2 separate regions of the Gossypium hirsutum genome follow, and region 1 is linked to region 2. The links are chromatin contacts, called in public Hi-C maps. All regions are on one chromosome and are shown on one strand. Each heading gives the region's core, a stretch centred on a gene start, on an enhancer-like site or on the middle of the called end of the contact. The rest is flanking DNA. Distances are from core to core; before and after follow the strand shown.

Region 1 (3,733 bases), core at 1,164-3,663, 390 kb after region 2:
CCAGTTGGATCAAATGAGTATGAAGTGTTGGAATGTATGTAAGAAAACCTAACTAATATCCTTGTCACATATCCAGGTGTCATCTTGTACACATTCTTCCACCCTTTCTCATGAGCTGCCACACTTAACTTTTTGCCACGTGCGTGTTTGCTTATTTGGCACTTGATGGCGTCGTTCATTTTCGACATGCATGCCTTAAACTCCTCTGCTCTTACTAGTTCCGTTTGATCCAACACCGTAAACAGTGCCAAATGAATGTGCATCGGATGATTATCTTCCGTTAAATTAATTACGTTCCAGATCTCACTCGTTCCTGCCTTTGGAGTCTCCGTTGCCGGCTCCTCGTACGGTTTCCCATTGATGTAGAGATGCGTAGGCTCGCCGATGTCGCTTGTGTATTCGTACATTGCGATGTATCGTCTTTGCGTCGCACTGGATAAATCCGGGGAAGGATATTGGATCAATTTATCGGGTACTCGCCACGTGTCAAACTCTCTCTTTTTCTTGATTGTAAATTTCATGATTTTACCGTTTGATCCATTGACTGGGTCACCAGAAGGGTAAGGGTAGGGTGCATCGTTAGCTAGAACAGCTTCATCCGTCTCTGATTTTGAAAAGTCAACGACCACGTCAGCAATCTCTGAGGGTGCCAGCAGAGTTTCATTGGTCACCACGGGTTCCCCGAGGTAAGTCGAGTCAGATGCCACGTGGATGAACTCCAAGCCATTTGTGAAGAAAAATCTGAAGAATCTAGCATTGCTAGCGTTGATTATACGTAATCGGTATTTACGACGTCGAACCGTCATCTTCGGCCATGCCTTACCATTCACTATGATTATGTCGCCGAAATATTCCGGCTGCCATTGCGGATGTATAGAGGGGTTGTTTCCTGTGGAATTCATGTATATGGATCCATCCTTACGAAAGCTACGATCAAAGACGATCAAAGGCCGATCGAACTCTACGCCGTGGGGAAGTTCAAGTGGGCCCTCAACCTCAGGGTGTCGAATAACATAGGCTCCAATCAGACCGGCTAATAGGTTGACTCTGGTCAACCCCATGGCATGATCATGGTACCAAAGACTTCCAGGCTGCTGATTATTGTTGTAGTGATATGTTCTCTTAGACCAGTCAGGACCCTTCTCTTTGAATCCAGCAGTGAACCATGAGTTTGCGTTTCCATCATTGGCGGGTTCATGCATGCCGCCATGGAGGTGCACTACGGTAGGGATACCCGTCTTGGTTGCAGGTATGGCAGTGGGAATTGTCGGATCCCATGGCAGTATGTGCTTTGATGGGAGAAAGTTTTTCCATGTCACGTAAGTGTCAATTCCCTGGAGTGCCTCGATGGTCGGACCGGGGACTGTTGCCCTGCGGCTTGAAGCACCATAGGCGAACACTGGCGTTGGAGGCAAGTCCCTGTGGAATTTCTGAAATCTCGAATTAAGACAAAGTAGAGCGATTATGATGATGTTGTAAGACCCAAGCTTTGCAAAAAGATTAAACATTTTTCCCTCGAATTTACCAACATAATTTAATTACTCTGTTAATAAAAAAGTGTAAAAAATAAACTAATCAATCAAACAAATAAATAAAATAAGACTACAACTCATAACTTATTATTATCACTCACTTCGCTGTCTACTTTATATTATTATTATTATTATTTTGGTAAATATATTAAGATGGGAAAGCACCAAACTTTACAACTGGCCAAGGTGTCGAAGATAGCAAAGAACCAGTCTCAGTTTTTAACTATACTATATTTGGGGGTTATGTAATTACATGAATTTGCAGCAATTTTTGAAGACAAGAAGGTAAGGTGACTGAGGAACACGCTTCTTTTCAGCTACTGGAAGAGGAGACTTAAAACATTTTAACTCTTTTCTCTAGTTTTGCGCTATAATTCTTAAAAGAAAAATAAGAATACAAGTTGGAGGTTGTCAATAGCTGTAGATTTTGAAAAAGAAATTCTCCTATTTGCTTAGCAAGAATATTTGGAATAGAAAAGAAAGGAATATAGTTACCCATTTTTTCTTGAACATGCCAATCATGAGTGACTTGGGTTTGGGGGAAGTATTGAGCATACGAAAACCTTGGATTTTAGGCATATCTGGAAGCTCATCAACGAACATCTCCAGTTTTGATGGATTCAGAAGCCTATCTTCAGCGCCGAGCTCCCCAAGGTGAGCTAAAAGTAGGAGAGAAAGCAGAATCCTCCTCATGGAAACCAGAGAAAACAAAGGGAGGAAGCGTGAGTACTGTGTGTGAGTGAGAGAAAGAGAGAGATAGGCTTTGAAAGGGAATGCCTTCATAGGGGTTAACTTGGTAAAAGATATGGCACTTCCTTCTGTTTATATAATTTTCATGTGTGTGTGTTTTTACTATTATATCATATTCTGATATGAAAATGATGGTATAATCATTCCATGCCAGAATCAAAATCCATATAAAATAGAGTAAAAGGTAATTGACAAAAAAACATTGTTATGAACCAAAAAAAAAAGTACACCCAATTACCATAGCCAGACAGATAAAAACAAAGGGAGATAAGTTTCCAACTCCACCTTGGCATCTCCGATAAAAAGAAACTCCTTGATTTTGCTTAAATTTCTATGAAAAAGTTAAATAACATTAAAAGTTTGGAGCTGAAAACCTACAGTTACTTAAGCTTAATTAATGTAGTTATATATTTTTCATCCCCTTCGTATTCAACTACATTTTTATTGTTATAACGTTTGGTTTTACTGTTTAAACTCACGCAATATGTTTTATTTTAATTTATTAATTTCAAAAGAAAATTTAAAAAAAAAAATCTTGAACACATAATATTAATTGTTATCGAATGGAATGAGCATAGAATTGATTCCAAATTAATAGTACATATTCTTTAGTTTCTTCTCAATGTGACTGCTGTTAGGTGTTTGATTTTTGTTTAAACAGCTTTCTCTTTAATTGAGGTGTGAAGTTGAAGACGCTAGATTTCTCTGGTTGACTAATAAATATGTGTACTGAGGAGGACTCTATATTGGTCCAAACTAATTAATCTTTCCATAGATTCCATGTTCCCTTTGTAACTTGATGTCTGCAGAATTTTAAACCACAACCAAAGCTTTTTGTTTGGTTGATTAACTGTTAACATCACTCCCAAAAGTCTCCCACTGCTTGACTTAATTTGCTCGGTTGATGGATTCCATCAGACCATATTTCAATACCAACCATCAAGATTTTTTTTATTTTTTATTTTTGATTAATCCGTCAAAAGGAATAGTGATGACGCCTCAATTGCAACATATCAGAAACGTGCTTTACTTTTCCACAATATTAAGAGTGTGAATGGTATTATCAACTGGAATTATATTTTTCTTTTTATTTAATAAATGGATAAATTAATTTTTATACATTAGATTAAAAAGTAAACTGGCTCTTTTGTTAAAAATTTATTTATCTCCACTATTAAAATGAGTCAATGTATGTCAATATGAAGTACACGTAGCACGCCAAGTATCATTGTCTGGTTATTCTGTTAGCTATATCAGTTTTTAATCATATAAAGAGATGAAATTTTTAACAAAAATGATCAATTTACTTTTTGATCTAATGACTAATTTATTTATTTTTTTATAGAAAGACCAAAATGTAATCTAATTCCTAATATATTACTTTTATCGAGTTTCAATAAATTTTAGCATTCTTATCTTTATAAAAACCACATTGACTTTCATGATGAGCT
Region 2 (3,665 bases), core at 936-3,435:
TCTATTCTTTTATATAAGAAAGGATATCTAATTTTTTTAAAAAAAATCAATATCGTACTAACTAAAGTAGCTTTTCTTTATATTTTATTTTGTAAATTTATTATAATTAAAATTTATGTCATTACATGAAGAATTAATGTTGTGAGGTGTCTTTGCATTTACCGAACTCTTTGCAGGCACTTAGAAAGACAATCAACGAGCAATCGAAGAAGGTCCAAAACAGACCCGACATCATGACGAGGAGCGTTGGGACAATGTGAAAATGTTTGAAACAGCGAAGCAGAGATGACATCGCAACGAGGCGATTCTCGACGTGACGAAGACGGACAGCATCACAACAAGAAGTGTTGGGGTGTTGCGATATGGTGACGTGTTCCCACATAAATTGCGTTTCTTCTCCTAGTTATACTCTAATATCTTTTTCCACTTAAACTCTGATTACTCTAGGGATATTTTAATCAGATACGCCCACGAATTTCAGCATATAAATAAGCTTTTAGCAACCTACAAAAGAGAGTTTAAGGGGGAAATTTATTTTTAGCCAGAGAGCTTTGTATTTTTTAGGATGCGAGGGTTTGTTTTAAATTTTTTCTATCTTGTACTCTTCTTCGGTTATTTGTAGCTTTTAGTGAAGTTTTTTTTTACCCGTGGTTTTTTATCCTCGTTAGAGGAGTTTTTCCATATAAATATTTGTATCCAATTTTCTTTATTCATTCTTATTCGTTGCTTAATTTGGATTTATCTCCAACAAATATCATTAAATCTATAATAAAAATAAATTTATTCAATCAAATATTAATAAATATAAGGATCCAGAAGAGAGAACAAATTATATTAGTAGTTTAGCTTGCAACCCCTACTAGATTAAAAAATAAACTTCCAATTGTTATTTTTTCCGATAGGCAGATCACCCACAATATCTAATTGATCCCAATTTTCCGATAGGATAATAATCCATATATCTCTATTATTACAAAATTTTTAATTGAATTAATTGGATTTATTAATCAAGTTTCAATTTCATTTGGTAATTATTAAAATTTCGTTCTTTTTTATAAAATAATTTATACTATTATGATGTGATTTGATTTGAATAAAGGGCACATTAAATACTAAATATGTAATTTTATAATTTTAATTAAAATATCAATTGATTTTTATGTTATATATATTTCTATATAAAGATTAAAAAGCTTTGATTTAATGAGAATATTAAAATGATTATAAATCTCATTTATATTAATTAAAATTTTTAACTATATATTATCTTATTTTTAAAAGGTTTTGTTATGTTCTTATGATCATTAACTCGAGAACTAGATAAGATTTAGGTCACTCACCCGTGTCTCGAAAGTTTGTAAGGGAAGTTTGCTGTCTTAGTTTGCACATGTCACTTGGTGCTCGCAAAAGGAGCTCGTTGTCTCAGCTCACATATATCTAAGAAGCTTGCATGTGGGGCAACGAAGTCTAGCAAATAGCCTAGAATAGTACACGTGTGTTTATAAACACTAATCATGTATATAAATATTTGATTGTCCCCCTTTAATAAAACACAACAAAAAAATTACTCATCAAGTTTATATATTATTTATACTACAATTAAATGGATTAAAATGATTTTATTCTAATTTAAAAAAAACATATATTGAATAAATAGCCACATGATGATGAATTTTTTTAATAAATGTATAATGGAAATTAAACTTAAAACACTATAAATTGATTTCGATTATATTATTTCAAAAAAAATATTATTTATTTTTTACATGAAAAATTGTACATAAACAGTGGATTAATCTTATTAATCTCTTAAAAATTATAAAATAAAATAAGCTTTAAGTAACTTAAGAAAAAAATGTTTTAAGTATTCTCGGACTTCAGAGACCCTTTTATGGGAAAAGAGTACAACAGTGATCATAAGTCGTAAAAGCAATGCTGGGAAAGTCAACAACAGATAAATGAAGCTCAAACGTGGGACATTACCCAACACTTGCAGTACCAACCATACCAGAAAACGGTGTCGTTCCCAATCCGAATGCGAGCTTTCTCTAGATCTTCTTCCTCCTCTGATCCATAATCACAGCCGTCCGATTATAAGTGCGGTGATGATCTGATGAGAACAAGACAAAAAGGACAACCAACCCCACATGATAAAAGGTTTTTTTTATTATTATTACGTTCACAAACTTTCTACTCTTAACACTATACACAAACAAATTCACAATATTTATTCCTTCTTTTAGAAAGATCTGAAAAGAAACGAGAAAAAAAAAAAACCTTGGAGCTTTGGCTTTTTCTGTTTTTGGCGTGTTACTCGCAAAGCACTTTTAGTTAAGATTCGTGTGTTACTGTTGAAGTTGTGAAGAAATGTGTTTTGTTTTTAATTTGATTGACTTGATCCGTTTGATACGCTGAGGATGTAGCTTACTCACTCTTGAATTTTGAGGTAACTGCTGCGAATGGCGGGAGAGTTTCAAGAGCCTTTCAACATTAGTTTTCTGGTAAATTTTCTTGCTCTTTCTTTCCTTTTGGTTAGGTGTTTGGAATTTCTATTATGTGTTTCATCAATGGAATTATATTTGTCAACTGGGTAATTGTTGTAGTGCTTACTGAATATTGTGAAACCGGTTTATGTTTAGAAATGGTGGAACCTCAATTTGTTTTTAACTAATGAAATTTTAATCTCATTGATGAAGTTTAAAACAAGGAAAAAAAAATTTGTAGTGGTTGGTTCACTTCATTTGCAAAACGAACTTACTTCATGTTCATAGTTTGTACATATATATCCCCTTTTGGATGACTCAAGTTCATTTACTTGCTATTTAGGTTTCAGTTTCTCTTAGTCCATATCTTGATTAGTTCTAGTTTGATCATGATCCCTGTTTCCTATCTCAGTTTTGATGATATTATTGAATAAAATGTCATGTATACACAAAAGCATACATAATGTATCTCAGACAAAGAAATGGAATTGTTCTTAGGAGATGGTATGTATGTTAGCCATTAGTTTTGACATTAACTTATAATTATAGTATTAGATATGTTAGTTATTCTTTTTCAAACTTCAAATTATCTATGGAACCACTTTTGTGCCATTAGAAATGTCTACTATATTATTTTTGAAAAGCTGAAAATCTACAGAAGATTGTCTTTAGCTATAAAGGCTTACGGTATCTCAAGTACCTCTACCAATGGGTATTTAAGTGCTGGTGAATTTTGATCTTGCTAACCATTTTTATGAGTTTCTGATCCATGAACTGGCTCATAAAATACGATTTACTTTATTCTCTGATAACTTGTCCACCTATTTGATTTATTCTAACTCCACATTCTTTTCAATCTTGGCAGACAGAATCTTTGCATTCTGGTTCTATATCATTTGGCAGATTTGAAAATGAACCCTTAGCTTGGGAAAGGAGATCCTCTTTCTCACACAATAGATATCTTGAAGAGGTTGAGAAATTCTCGAAACCAGGTTCAGTTATAGAGAAGAAAGCTTACTTTGAAGCTCACTTCAGGAAGAAGGCACTTCTTCTCCAAGGTTCATCTGAGGGCCAAACTGGAGGTGAAGATCAAACCTGTGAGAATGATGCCGTGGAGAATGAGGGTTACAGAGAATACCAATTGGTTGAAAATCATGCTGCTGAGAACAAGCATTCTGAAGA

Evidence for each region. A called contact is a pair of places that touch in the nucleus more often than the background predicts.
Region 1: a Hi-C map of leaf shows a contact between it and region 2, with 2.0 times the contacts expected there. The contact joins the promoter of LOC107886442 here to the promoter of LOC107886357 in region 2. A contact is called at or near these places in 2 of 34 Hi-C or Micro-C datasets (leaf and seedling).

What each region holds. Positions count from the first base shown.
Region 1 is chrA03:90,274,914-90,278,646 of Gossypium_hirsutum_v2.1, forward strand. It overlaps LOC107886442 (multicopper oxidase LPR1), which reads right to left and starts at 2,414. Exons shown (of 3, transcript XM_016810399.2): 1 at 2,028-2,414; 2 at 1-1,430. The coding sequence starts at 2,315.
Region 2 is chrA03:89,882,902-89,886,566 of Gossypium_hirsutum_v2.1, forward strand. LOC107886357 (protein WVD2-like 7) reads left to right here and starts at 2,186. Exons shown (of 10, transcript XM_041097300.1): 1 at 2,186-2,501; 2 at 3,349-3,665. The coding sequence starts at 2,460.